Regions from separate parts of the Mus musculus genome. Here regions 1, 3 and 4 are each linked to region 2. The links are chromatin contacts, called in public HiChIP or PLAC-seq, Micro-C and promoter capture Hi-C maps. All regions are on one chromosome and are shown on one strand. The core of a region is the stretch at or near the end of the contact, and the rest is flanking DNA. Distances in the headings are between cores, read along the strand shown. Region 1 has its middle 11 kb from the start of Morn3. Region 2 holds the start of Denr (density-regulated protein). Region 3 holds the start of Bcl7a (B cell CLL/lymphoma 7A). Region 4 holds the start of Kdm2b (lysine (K)-specific demethylase 2B).

Region 1 (3,051 bases), core at 56-2,555, 850 kb before region 2:
AGACATATCCCAGAAGAGGGCATTGGATCCCATTACAGATGGTTGTGAGCCACCTTGTGGTTGCTGGGATTTGAACTCAGGACCTCTGGAAGAGCAGTCAGTGCTCTTAACCACTGGGCCATCTCTCCAGCCCCCTAAGTACTCAATTTAAAAAAGCATTTTACACCAAGCATGGTGGTAAGTTTAGCACTTGGGAAAACAAGGCAGAAGTATAAATTCAAGGACACCCTGGCCTTCAGGGGAAACCCTACCTCAAAAGACAAAAAAAAAAAGAAAAAAGAAAAAAGAAAGAAAGAAAGAAAGAAAGAAAGAAAGAAAGAAAGCAAGCAAGCAAGCAACAACAACGACAACAACCACCACCCAAAAGCTGAGGAGACCGCTCAGTGGAGAGAGCTGTTACTGTATGGTTGTGGCACCTGTCAATAGTTAAATCTGATGGCTTATGGCTTAGGCAGGAAATAGGAGGTAGGACATCTGGGAGAGAGAAAGAATTCTGGGATAGAGCCAGGCACGAGGTCCACCTGGGAGGATGCATGGAACCTGAGCACAGGTAACCAGCCATGGGGCAGAATATAGATTAAAATTAGTGGGTTATCATAAGTTATGATTCTAGTCAGAGAAGAGCCTAGCTCTATGGCCAAGGTATTTGGAAATCTGTTTTGAGTCTGAGTCTTATTTCTGGGAACACGGGACCGGGAGGAAGAATCGACCCTTATATCTACAGCTCAGTGGTTAGAGCATTGGCTGCTCTTCCAGACAACCTGGGTTCTGTTCCCAGCACCCACATGGCAGGCAACAACCGTCTGTTACTCCAGTTCCAGGTGCTCTGACTCCCTCTTCTGGATTCCCCTGGCACAAGGAACACACCCCCAAAACAGTCATACACAAAAATATTAAACAAAACATTTTGTTGTATTTAGCCAACCACACTATGCGAACTTACATTTCTACCAAGAATCATAGTGAATTTTTAAATAACAATAAAATAAAATTATAAGTCAAAACCACAATCAGAACTAGATTCTAGCTCTTTAAAAGCGGGATTGTGGGGAACGGGGCTACAAACAGGATGGTGTGGCTGACGTCATGAATTTCGGGGGGCTTTAAATGCGCATGCGTTAGGCTCGCTTCACACACGCGATCTTCCTGCACGCAGTGCGCGTGCGCACGGCGAAGGAGCCCCGCCGGCTTAATTTTTTTTTAGGTGGGAGGAGCCAGTCGCGGGAGTTCTCGAGACCTACCTGCTCCCGCGGAATTACCCGTCCTAGCCCCTCTGCACATGCGCAATCACCAACACGCGTCTGGGAGGTCTCTGAAAGGCGGGCCCGAGGTTGCGCCTGCGCTCTGGGTACTCTTCGCGGAAGTGAGTGGGAGATGGGGGTGGGAATCGCGCTTCCACGCGGAACCGACGGAGGGCGAGCCTGAGTGTGCGGCTAGGGTTCGTGACTCCTCCAGTGCCGCCCTTCCTAGTCACGTGAAGACTGGACTGTGGACACAGAAATTATTTTTCTAATTTAAAGATTCTTACATAATTACCCATGTCTACGTGAAGGAACTGTTTTTTCTTTCAATTTTGTGTTTCTGGGACTAGTACAATGTATCAGTCCAGGCAGGCCTCGAACCCCAATCTTCTTCCTTCAGCTTCCCGAACGCCAGGATTCTCAGGCGGAAAAGTTTAGTTTTGGATTTATCCCTAATCATTTCTTAGCCTTTTTTTTTAAGAATGCTTGAAACATCACGAAGCATTTTAGGAATCATGCACGGTAGCTCGGGCTCAGAGGGAGGAGAATCACTCGGGAGTTCAAGATCCTCAGCTACACAGGGAGCTGAGAGGCCAGGGCTCAAAGCAGAACTCACTTCGGATGCCTCCGAGTGTTCGGAGAGATTACCAAGAATTATTAGTAAGTGGTTCTTGTCTGTTAGGCAGATTTATTGCATAAAGGCTAGCAAAGAAGTCTGCATAGAATTATGTGTGGCTTTTGTGTCCTGAAGGTGGTTGGTTCATTTGTTTCCATAAACAAGTATGGAAAGCGGATAGTGTTCAATATATGAAGACTGTTCTGATGGCTGGGGACACCAAGAAGCCTGTAGTTCAGCCCCAGTTCTTAAAGGGTTCTTGTGGGAAGGTCACGTGGTTCAGATGTAGAGGCAGTCTTGGAGGTAGCTGTGGGAGCACCTTGACATCTGCTGGGTGACGTCTGTGCACTTCAGAGACTGTCCAGTCAATACAGTCGTGCTGGACTTGGGGAGAGGAAGTCTAGATGCCAGAAGAGGAGATTAGGACCAAAGTGGAGGGTGAGAGACCATGTGTGTTCCTGAACATTGAGGGGTGGTAGGGAATGAGGCAGGAAGCGACTGTTAGACCAAAATCGCCTACTTCAAAAGGGAGAAGTTAGTAAAACTCTCTAAGGAAGATTATTTACGGGTTTACGATTTATTCATCCGTGTCTGTGTGCATGTGTAAGTTGCACCCATGTAGTGGTATGAGCGTGACATTCAGTACACAAGTCTACAGAGCTCTCTCTTTCCAACATGCAAGTCTCAGTGTTTGAACTCAGAGCCTTGGGCCTGGTGGCGGATCTCCTCTTACCCGCTGAGCCTCCTCTCCACCCCAACTCCCCAAGAAAGTCTTGAAATGGTACATTCTTGGGCCAGAATCTCTTGAGGCTGATGAGAGGTATGACTCCTAATCACTGTTCTAAAACGCTGGAAGGGTAGGGATTCTTGGACTCCCTGAAGAAGTTGCTCAGGTCCCGTCTCCCTCAGTTATATATGCCTTGAGGAAGAGGGGTTTATAAGAGTGTTAGGCCAAGAGAATAAACTTCAAGAATAGCACAGAAAAATAATTGAAAAGGAAGCTCTTAAATGTATCCAAAAAATCCACTTTGTAGTAGAATACGTGGGACAGACTGGTTTCATGGACTTGCTCACTTATATTTTGCCCTGGACCCTGACAAATTATGAAGTAGATATTGTTTTTTAATCTCCCAAAGGCTGCCTACATTATACTACTACAACCTTGAAGGATCTAGGGTTGTAAAATGTTGGGGG
Region 2 (2,996 bases), core at 327-2,826:
CATGGTGTGCTTTTTCTTTTTCTTTCTGGTTTTTTGTTTGTTTTTTAAACATAAGTCTTACTGTGTAGCCTTGGGTGACCTTAAACTCAGCAATCCTTCTGTTTCAGCTGTCTAAGTGCTGAAACTACAGGCATATAATGCACACACACACACACACACACACACCACACACATACACACCCACACCCACACACACACCCACACACACCACATACACACACACACCACATACACACACACACACACACACCACACCCACACACACATACACACACACACACACCACACACACACACACACACACACACACACGAACACTCATCCACACACCCACACACATATATACAGGGTTTCAGGGTTTCTCTGTGTAGCTCTGGCTATCCTGGAACTTGCTCTGTAGATCAGGCTGGCCTCAAACTTAGAAATCCACCTGCCTCTGCCTCCTGAGTGTTGGGATTAAAGGTGCATATCACCCACCATGCTTAGCGAAATGTACATCTTTGCTGTGTGGGGTTTTTTTTTCCAGTCTGTAGATTAAACCCAGAGCCTTGTACGTTCAACACAAATGCCCTACGCTTACAGGCCAACAGCTTTGAACTTTGTAGACTAGGTTGGCCTAAAACTCAGACATTGGCCTGCCTCTGTCTCCCAAGTGTTGGGATTAGGGCTGGGCCTGTAACTCAAGGCAGAGCTCTTCTGTAGCATTCACAAAACCCTGGGTTCAATTCCCGGCACCAAAGGAAAGTTCCGGGAGGGGGGCCATATTTGGGTAGCTTAGTTCATGAAGGTGATGTTAAAAGCAAAAACGCAATGGTCTTTCTACCAGGCCCTTTCTGAGCTCCGAAAGTGTCCCAGTGCTATTCCTGTTTCACAAGTGGGACTTGGGCTGAGTATGCAGATGAAGGGATTTCCCCAAACTAAAAACAAGGAAGCAAAATTTAGACAAGGACCCGTGTGGTTAAAACCAGAAATCCTGAGACCGGATGGGAAAATCCCCGTTATAGAACACGTAGAAGGTGAAATATGCAAAAAGGAGCATATGGGAACAGTCGTCAGCCTGATGAAATAAATTCAAACAGTAATTAATATGACCTTTGCACGAGTAATTCCTATTTAGGGAATCGGAATGAAATAAAACCCTATGTCTCATTCAGCCACCATCTCTACGCCGTGGGGTGACTTATGCATCAGGCTAGTTAGTGGTTAGTCGGGACACTAGGATGTAGCCCAGACACTGGGGCAAGGCTGCCCACATCATTAATAGAGAGTCACCTGTGACTCAAGAACCTCTGCGCCAGTCCAGTCCACGCCCCACTGCGCAGGGACAGCCTGAGCCGCTGGCTCCCCCTTTGCCAATGGATAGCCAGCGCCCCCTACCGTCCGGCCGCCTCTACGCAACTCGGTCCCGTTTCCCCACCCCACACCCCTTCCCCCGGGCTCCACGCATGGGCGCATGCTCCTCCCTTTTTGGGCCCCGCCCACCCCGGCACGGTGGCGTCTCGCGACATCCTCCTAGCGGCTGGCCGGGGATATCGCGATAAAGGCTCATTGTCTCGCGCGAGCGCGCCCCAGCAGCGAATTTCGGGGCAGCCGTGGCCGGGAAGAGGAGTTGCATGTGTCGCTTCAGCTGGCGGGAGCGGAGGCGGCGGGGGCCGTGCGACCGGCTGGGTAATGAGCGCTCTCATTCGCGCTGCTGCGGCGGCCTCCCCGGGAGCTGGCGGCGCTGCCGAGGCGGCCCAGGCGCTGCCTAAAGCAGGAAGGGGGCCGGGCCGGGCGTCTCCACGCCCGCCCACATGGGGGCCTCCTGTGGAGTCCCCGGGATGTCCCCCTTAGCCCAGCCTTCCAGCGGGCTACCTGTCCTTTTCCCCAGGCCTGGCCCGATTTCCCCTCCCCAGGCTGTGGCATTGCCGTCCTTGTCCCTGGCTTGGTCTCTTTTCGGGATTTTGCTGTCGCCGCACCTTGCATTCTGGGCACCTCGAGTGACTTCGTCCCTGTCGTGCCAAGGTGTCCATAGCCTTTTAACTGCAGGCTGCATCCCTCCCATAGCAACCTCAGACCTGCCCCGTCTCTGTTGAAGCCACCAGCCCAACTCTGTCCCCCTTACTGCTTCCTCTTTTCCTCTGGTGTCCCTTTTTGCCCCTGCCCCAACACAGCCTTCATGGCCCCATTTAATTCTCGCTTCCCTGTAAACCCGTGGATGCAGGTAGATGAGGCTCCAGTTGATCATCAGTGACTCTAATGAGACTTCGTGTCCTTCTTTTAATAGACTCAAAACAGCTTTGGTGTTTGGGGGATACACAGTGGAAGCTAAGACTGCACCCCACCCCCAAGGCTGCTTATTTGGGGGGCGGGGGTCGAGCTTCTCAGATAGTGAAGTCGTGTGTGTCATTCTTGTTTCCAGGTTTGTGAGATGGCTACTGACATTTCTGAATCCAGCGGGGCGGATTGCAAAGGCGATACGAAGAACAGTGCCAAGTTAGATGCGGATTACCCTCTTCGAGTCCTTTATTGTGGAGGTAAGTGTTGGAACGACTGGCTCGCTGGTTTTTATACCTGATATTGATAGTTTCACATTTGGTCGTGTTCGCTCCCCCAACTGTCTTGGTTGTTGGGTGGATTCTTAGTTGAAGAGGGGGGGAGCCTAGTGAGGACCCATGGGTTGGTAGATGACTCCTTCTTTTCCAGGGTCACTTGGGTCTTGCGTCCTGGCCTGGAGGAGTTTCCTGGCCAATTGAAGTAGAGAGATACCAGGAGCCTGATCCCAGCCTGACTGGTGTTCCTTTGTAAGGAAAGCTTGTTGGAAGCTAAGGAGCCTTGGGGATAGTGAAGGATGGAAGAGCTAAGGTACAGAATCCTAAAGGAAATGAAGCAGGGCCTGGAGCTGTTGCTTGGTGGCACAGCACTTGTCCAGACAGTTCAAAGCCTCTACATTCAGTCCCAGTACTGGAGTGAGGAGGGGTCTGGGGGGAGCTTGATGTCTGACTAGAATCTTGAGT
Region 3 (3,380 bases), core at 606-3,105, 560 kb before region 2:
GTGTGTATGTGTGTGTGAGTGTGCGTGTGGTATGTAAACATGTGCTGATCCAAGGACAACTTTCACGGGTTCTGTTTTCCACAGCGTGAGTTCTGAGACCTGAACTCTTGCCTGCAGGCTTGGCAGCAAACACATTTACTAAGACATCTTGCAGACCAGATATTCGGACTTTTGATATATCTTATTTAAATACACACACACACATACATATATACACATATATTCTATGTGGGAATTGTGGTGTAGCACTTGCCTAGCATACACAATTTCTGCACTAAACAAAAATGAATTCCCTGGGGTCCAAGCACATATCTGATGATCAAATACAGAGGGTCAAATGCATGAGACTTCGGATTTATGGCACATTTTTCAATCCATCACAGAACGATTCTTTGACATATTTGTGGGGTGTGTTATTTTGTTTTGAGACAGGGTTTTCTTTTTGTGGCCCTGGCTGTCCTAGAACTCACTACTATGTAGACCAGACTGGCTTTGAGTCTTGAATACATAGAATCGGCCTGCTTCTGCTTCCCAAGTGCTGGGATTAAAGGTGTGTACCACCACTGCCTGGCTCCATTGTTTTGTTGTTGTTGTTGGTTTTTTGCTTTTGTTTGTTTTGGTTTGGGTTGTTTTTTTGTTTTGTTTTGTTTTAAGACAGGGCCTCACTATGTAGTCCTGGAACTACCTACATAAACCAGGTTGGTCTTGAACCACAGATCTCTACCTGCTTCTGCCTGGAATTAAAGGAGTGGGCTACCACATCTGATTGTTGTTCTTATTTTTAAATTTTCGCTTTAGGACCGTGCGTTTAAAGTGGTTAAAAGAAGCCTGGGGGAAATTTCCCCAGATTCTCACACCCATTTCCCCACTAGCTCCCTCTACCAAACCCCTGCAACCCCCCCAGACTTCAGGGGGAGATGCTTGGTACTAGAATCATGGCAGTCACAGATGAAGGTCACTGCTGCAACCTTCAATAACTCCTTGACTCAGTTTGTCCATCTGTGAAATGACTGATGTTGCGCTAGTTCCTCTCCAGGTAGCAGCTCTCTCACTTCAGGTCATCTCTTTTCCCAGCATTCACGTGGACAAGCATTCGCTCTGGTCCAGTCTGTGTAGCCGCAACTGCACACCCACCTGTCCCTATACTGGGTGACCGCGGTAGATCCTGTCACCCAGCTCTGTCCTAGGGTAGGGAGACAGCCTCTCATAAGTCCTTCTGTGTTGGGCCAGTCTAGTTTACCTGCTGCTCCGGGTCATTACACTGCACTTCCACCAGGAGCCGTTTAAGATTAAATTGTCATTTTCGGTCAAACCCCAGGGAGGTTGATCCGTGACTGGGACAACTTATCTCTAAGGGAAAGAAAGCCCAGAGACAATGTCAATTGCCACCGGGTTCGGGCACCTTTCCTACGACTCTAGTTTAAGCATGGGGAGGAGACGTTCTAGCTCGCACATTTTAACAGGGCAGCTGGCCAGAGACCGGCGCCTCAACTCTTTCTAAGATCACCTCGCGTCCCGAACCGCCGCCTCCAACTCTTGAGAACTCAAACGCCCGACAAGAAACTTGCACGATCGCGCCCGCGGCCACCAACCCGAGCCAGAGCACCCACGGCCTGCAGTCTGCCATCCCCAGGGTGTGTGTCTTGGGGGGGGGAGGGGCCCCCCATCGCACCTGCGGCCTCTGGGTGAGTCCTGGCGCGGGCCCGTCCCGCGTGCTGGGAGGTCGGGGTTACCCGGGAGAGCTTTCCCAGAGTGAGGTCCCCGAGGCTCCCCGGGGAGGGCGGCGGCACCCGGAGGCCGCACTGCTGGCGGCCGCGCCGCTCCCCCTCGCTCTGTGCAGCTGCCGCCCCGGCGCTTGCGCACTGGGCCCCGGGCGCGCGGCGGCACCAGGCTTTGTGTGTGCGCGTATGTGTGTGAGTGTGTGTCTGTGCGCGAGTGAGAGAGCGGGCGAGTGTGGCGAGCAGGACCCGGCGGGCGCGCTCCCCCAGCCTCCCTCTCTCTCTCTCTTTCCTCTCTCTCTCCCTCCCCGCCAGAACCATGTCGGGCAGGTCGGTTCGAGCCGAGACCAGGAGCCGGGCCAAAGATGATATCAAGAGGGTCATGGCGGCTATCGAGAAAGTGCGCAAATGGTAAGCCGAGGCGCCTGCTCGCTCTCTCGCTCGCCCCGGCTCGCTGCACCGCGTCGCGGCCGCCAGCAAGCCCGGACCCAGCGCGTAGAGCGGCGGGGCGCAGCGGCCCCGGGCCCGGAGTTGGCGAGGGCGCGCGGCCGGGGTCACCTGCGCCCCGCGGGGGCTGCGTCCGCTGCCCAGGTGTGCTTGGCGCCGGTCACCCACCTGGCGCGGCGGCGGCGAGAGCGGCGGCGGCGGCGGCAGGAGCCCGGAGCTCGGAGCTCGGCTCTCGGGAGAGGGGGGTTCGCAGCCGGCCCCAGAAGCCATTTCGTTTTTTTGTGCAAGTCACATGAAAGCGGCTTCCCGCGCGCCGGGGCCGTGATGCCGGCGGCGGCGGGCAGAGCGCGAGCTCCATTGTGCAGCGCGGAGCGGGCCGCCGTCTCCTCCCGGGGCGGCGCGGCGCCGGTGTCCCCCCCCCCCAACACACACACACACACATACACACACACATCCTACGCCCCGACCCGCCCGCAGCTCCCCGCCTCCCAGGCCTCGGCGCCCTCGAGTCTGCGGAGTTTGCAGAGCGCGAGCCGTTTAAATTTAGCGCTTTGGGCAGCCTGGAGCGAGGGCTCCGGGCGAGGAAGGAAGATGGGGGCGAGCGCTAGGAAGGCGGTGGCGCGGCCGGGGCGCGGAGCACCCACGGCTCCCACGCGCTCCGCGCGGCACCCGAAGCTCGGGGAGCGCGATGTTTGCATCCAGAAGCCAAGTCCTGGGCCGTGTCTTGCCTCCTTCTTGCTGGAGCTGGTGTTTGTTTTGCGGAGAGAACGAGCGACCGTTGTTTTTGTTCTCTGCACTGGGGGAGGAGGAGACCGCGAGATTCGGTGTGGGCCGTGCGTGTTTTTCAAGCTCAAATTAGATCCTGCCCGGCGTGGCCTCGTTATAATTAGTAGGATGGAACATTTTCTCGGCCCTCGTCGGGATCTGACACCGAGGCGGCCCCAGAGGCCAGGCCTGAGGCGCCAGTAGTCCACCACCAGGTTGGGTCAGACTTGTTGAAAACTCCCTGCTCCCTGATTTTAACTTTATTACGGTTTTTTTCCCACGGCTTCATCTGGGTCCGAGAGGGAGAGGAGCAGCTGCGAGGGTGTCCCCAAGTGTCAGCAGCCGCTGGCTGGATCTGTCCTTTATAGGAACTGGCTAGGCTCCACTGCAGGCTGGGTTGTTTTTTTTTTTTTTTTTTTGGGGGGGGGGGTCATTTCTTGAGTAACGCCT
Region 4 (3,384 bases), core at 57-2,556, 920 kb before region 2:
CGGTCAATCGCACGCTGCGGGGACCCAACCAGAGAACCCCGGACATTACTGAGAGGACTTGGGGGGGTCTCCTCTCACCCTGGGCCCACCAAGAACAGGTGCAAGAGTCGCGCGCCCACTGCACCCCAGCATTGCAATCTGAGCAACTTTGCGCAAATGCCAAAGATGCTGGAAAGCAGAAAAAGGGGCTCACACCCCCAAGGCCCGACTGCCCTTAAACGAAGCAATCCCTTCTTGCATCTTTGGAAGCTATGGAAATGGTATTTGGGGGCTTTCCTCTGCCCCCACGCCAAGTGATGTGCTAAGCTTTGCCCACTCGACTGGGAGCCTGGTTATGTAACCCCTGAAGGGGGCTCCGGGTATGAGCTGGCGGGGCAGATGTAGGCCCCGAGAGAAGCCGCTGCAGCAACCGGCTCCGCGGTAACAGCAGCCCTGGCGGCCACGGCGGCCAACCCGGGAAGCCGGAACCCAGGGCCGGCGGCATTACTAAGGCTGGAGCTGCTCCCGAGCTACAGAAAAGCTGGAAAGCTGAAACGGAAGGGTTGAGACCCTAACGGCCCCCGCCGACCGACCGCTAGTGCAAGAAGAGGAGGGGAGGGGAGGAGGTTAAGAATGTGGGGGGAGAGAGGCAGCCAGCCCACCACAAAGCTTCTATCAGAGACCCCAAAACGCACCAGCAGCTGCCTCATCTCCCCACGAGCGCGCGCGCACACTCACTTCCTAAGGAGACTCCCCCACCACTCCCCGCATCCTTCTTCCTCCTCCCTCCGCCGCTCAGCACCGAGCCCCGCAGCCCCCCAGATCCCAGGCGAACCCCGAGCCCGCTCAGTCCCTTCCACGCCTTTCGGCGTTGCCTCCTCCCCACTTAAGTGTCTGAGACCCTGAGCCTCACAAGAGACTGGAGGAGTAAGCTGCTTGCTTCCTTTTGCATGCAATTTATTATTTTTTTCCGGTCCTCTTGCAAAATACAGAAAAGGAAAGAAAAGGCAGCAAGAAACAACCAAAAAAATAAATAGATAGATAAATCGATCATATACCAGATACAGATTTGGGGGAGAAAAAAAAAGCTACACACCAATCTTCTTCCAGAGTCTTTCTCTGCCTCCATTTTTTTAGGAGAGTTCACCAATTAATTGTCAACACTCCTGCCCCCTGCATTTTGGCGGAGGGGGAAAGGAGGGAAGACCAAAGAAAAGAAAGCAAAAAAATAAATAAATAGAGCAAGCCAGAGCCGATATCTACAAAGTTTTGCACCAACACTTAAGCAGATCCGTTTGCAAAGTCCTAGGAAACCATTTTCAGCAGTTGTGGGGGGGGAGGCGTCGACGTCATAATCCCCGGAACGTAAACATTGTTGCCGATCGCGCTCGGAGCTTGCGGCTAGGCTAGTTGGGGAAAGGGGGGGCTCGGGTTGGGGGTGTCGGGGACCGCAGCCGTAGGAGGTGTGGGGCCAGAAGGGAGCCTGGGACGCACCGGGCGCTGTTAGCGCCTTGGCATCGCTGTTTTGTTGTTGGGTCACGAGTGCGCCTCTGCACGCAGGCGCCGCCGCCGCCCGGGAGCTGACTTTTGGAGGGCTGAGTTGCAGGCGGCGGGCGCATCCCAGAGATGGCGGGGCAGGGAGGGAGGGAAAGAGAGGAGGGGGTGGGGAGGGAGGTGCAGATTTGCACGGATGGCCTCAGCGGGAGGCGCGGAAATGCTAGCCAAGCCTGCTGGCGTGAAAGCCCCCGGGGCCTGGCACCCCCCAAAACGACCCCCCACCTCTGCCCCTGCCCCCTCTTGCTTGGGTTACGCAGGGCTGTCCCTCTCTTCCTTCACCCACCTTTCCTCATTACCTATGCTGGCGACCTAAATTCAAAGTATTTTGTATGTGTGATTTCTTTTTCTGTTTTGCTTTTCTACTGCATGCCTGGGGGGAGGGGCCAGCCTGTCCAGACCCTTATCCATTTGCGAACCTGCCATATGGAGGAGGCATCTGAGGGGCTCAGAAAGAAATTACCTCAGCACTGTATCTGTACAGACTGCATAACTTTTAAACTCCCGGGGCTGAAATAATAATATGGAGACACACGCACAGGTACAGGAAATACAGCCAGTCCACAGCCTTTTCAGACTGCAGCTGACCGGAAGAAAGCCTTTGGTTCATTCATTCGGATAGCCTCGGTAGTACAGCCCTGAAATAGAAGTTGGGCTTTTAAAGAGAAAGGAAAAAAAGTCTCTACACTCGCTGAGAAGAGATAAATCGATACACAGGAGGGAATAGAGAATCGGATTCAGCGTCTCTAATGCAGGCAGGCAAAAGGTAAGCCTCTCTCGTGTGGCAGTTTAAGAGAAAAGTGGTGGTTGTTTGTGGCTTTCTGGGGTACAGCAACCTTGATTGATCCATATTGTTTCTCAGCGGAGAAGGGGGGCAGCCTTTGTGAATATTCCTGGAGTAGCAGATCCCCAATGTTCCTCCGTCTTTTAAGTAGTGCTTGTGACTGCTTCCAGAATTGACTGACCCTCAGTGGTCCTGGAATTCCTTTAAGTTGAGAGAAATGCTGGCCCTAAACTTTGTTTCCCTCCGGGCCTCTTCCTTTCTTGCAAGGGCCTAATGACAGCATCACAAGGATGTTCTGAGAGACCTCCCAGGTGACGCTAGCTTGGCGTACAAGCTAAAGCAGGTCATTTTGCACCCTGGAGAAACCCAGATTCAAGAAATTATGAGTTTAGGTGACTGCTGTTTTTATCTTGTCCCAATGTCAAGAGCACTGGTTCAGACAGATACGGGGAGGAAGTGGCCTTGCCACCTGAAATCAGCTGTGAACCACACATCGTCACCCTCCCTTACGTCAGAATTTCCTGCCTTATCGGTCTGTACTTTTTTTCCACCTGTCCCCAAATCTGCTCTTTGAATTTTTTTTTAAAAATTCCATCCATGCACGTTATCGGTAGAAATCTACGTAGAGATGAGGCGACAAACACCAAGTTTGTCACCAAACTGAAACTACATCTACGTTGGCTCAGCTGCATTCTCTGGGCAGCCCTTCTAACCATCCCTGTGAAAACCAGGGGCCAGCTGGTGCTGTAACGCAGTCCTGGGATATTTGGCCTAGCAAGCCTAAGGCCCTGGGTTCCATACCCATTGACATGGGGATGTGGACCACTTTATCTGGCTCTTCTTGTGAGAAAGAATACGTTTGAAGGGGATGTCTCATGGCCTTGTTGCTCTGCTTTGTAAGTGAGGATGCTGGGATTCAGAAAGGCAGAAACGACTCGCTCTCAGTCATGCTGCTTACCCTTTCAAATGTCCACCGACTTCATTTATGCTTCAGAATGAAATAAAGGAGGGGCCCAGGGTTGAGAATCAGTGGATTACAGAATTAAAGCAAAACTGTCAAATAGGAT

The links. Promoter capture Hi-C pulls out the DNA fragments that hold promoters and counts their contacts. Hi-C and Micro-C count contacts between places; a contact is called where the count stands out from the background. HiChIP or PLAC-seq counts read pairs in DNA pulled down with a chosen protein or histone mark.
Region 1: a contact with region 2 is called in a Micro-C map of embryonic stem cells, with 6 times the contacts expected there. The contact joins the enhancer-like site here to the promoter of Denr in region 2. A contact is called at or near these places in 2 of 39 promoter capture datasets (hippocampal neurons and pre-B cells), 1 of 484 Hi-C or Micro-C datasets (embryonic stem cells) and 1 of 115 datasets of contacts at active chromatin or transcription factors (memory CD8 T cells).
Region 3: a contact with region 2 is called in an H3K4me3 HiChIP or PLAC-seq map of the SCID.adh cell line, with 4 times the contacts expected there. The contact joins the promoter of Bcl7a here to the promoter of Denr in region 2. A contact is called at or near these places in 8 of 39 promoter capture datasets (the C10 cell line, HPC-7-derived erythroid cells, embryonic stem cells and 4 more), 1 of 484 Hi-C or Micro-C datasets (embryonic stem cells), 4 of 115 datasets of contacts at active chromatin or transcription factors (the SCID.adh cell line, T-cell acute lymphoblastic leukemia, memory CD8 T cells and 1 more) and 1 of 9 other capture datasets (liver).
Region 4: a contact with region 2 is called in a promoter capture Hi-C map of pre-B cells, with 1.8 times the contacts expected there. The contact joins the promoter of Kdm2b here to the promoter of Denr in region 2. A contact is called at or near these places in 3 of 39 promoter capture datasets (hematopoietic stem and progenitor cells, liver and pre-B cells) and 1 of 115 datasets of contacts at active chromatin or transcription factors (microglia).

The regions. Positions count from the first base shown.
Region 1 is chr5:123,056,771-123,059,821 of GRCm38.p6, forward strand. No RefSeq gene overlaps it. Among named protein-coding and RNA genes, the nearest start is that of Morn3, 11 kb to the left of the region's middle. Within about 2 kb of position 1,306, at least 361 of the 459 cell types and tissues checked have an H3K27ac peak or open chromatin away from gene starts, as enhancers often do. A contact at or near this core is called in embryonic stem cells, memory CD8 T cells and pre-B cells, where this site is marked.
Region 2 is chr5:123,905,699-123,908,694 of GRCm38.p6, forward strand. It overlaps Denr (density-regulated protein), which reads left to right and starts at 1,577. Exons shown (of 8, transcript NM_026603.4): 1 at 1,577-1,668; 2 at 2,402-2,516. The coding sequence starts at 2,411.
Region 3 is chr5:123,342,593-123,345,972 of GRCm38.p6, forward strand. It overlaps Bcl7a (B cell CLL/lymphoma 7A), which reads left to right and starts at 1,856. Exons shown (of 6, transcript NM_029850.3): 1 at 1,856-2,129. The coding sequence starts at 2,038. It overlaps Gm15860 (predicted gene 15860), which reads right to left and starts at 2,550. Exons shown (of 2, transcript NR_165267.1): 1 at 2,334-2,550.
Region 4 is chr5:122,987,793-122,991,176 of GRCm38.p6, forward strand. It overlaps Kdm2b (lysine (K)-specific demethylase 2B), which reads right to left and starts at 1,307. Exons shown (of 23, transcript NM_001003953.2): 1 at 1,076-1,307; 2 at 1-14. The coding sequence starts at 1,108. It overlaps A930024E05Rik (RIKEN cDNA A930024E05 gene), which reads left to right and starts at 1,562. Exons shown (of 3, transcript NR_045820.1): 1 at 1,562-2,299.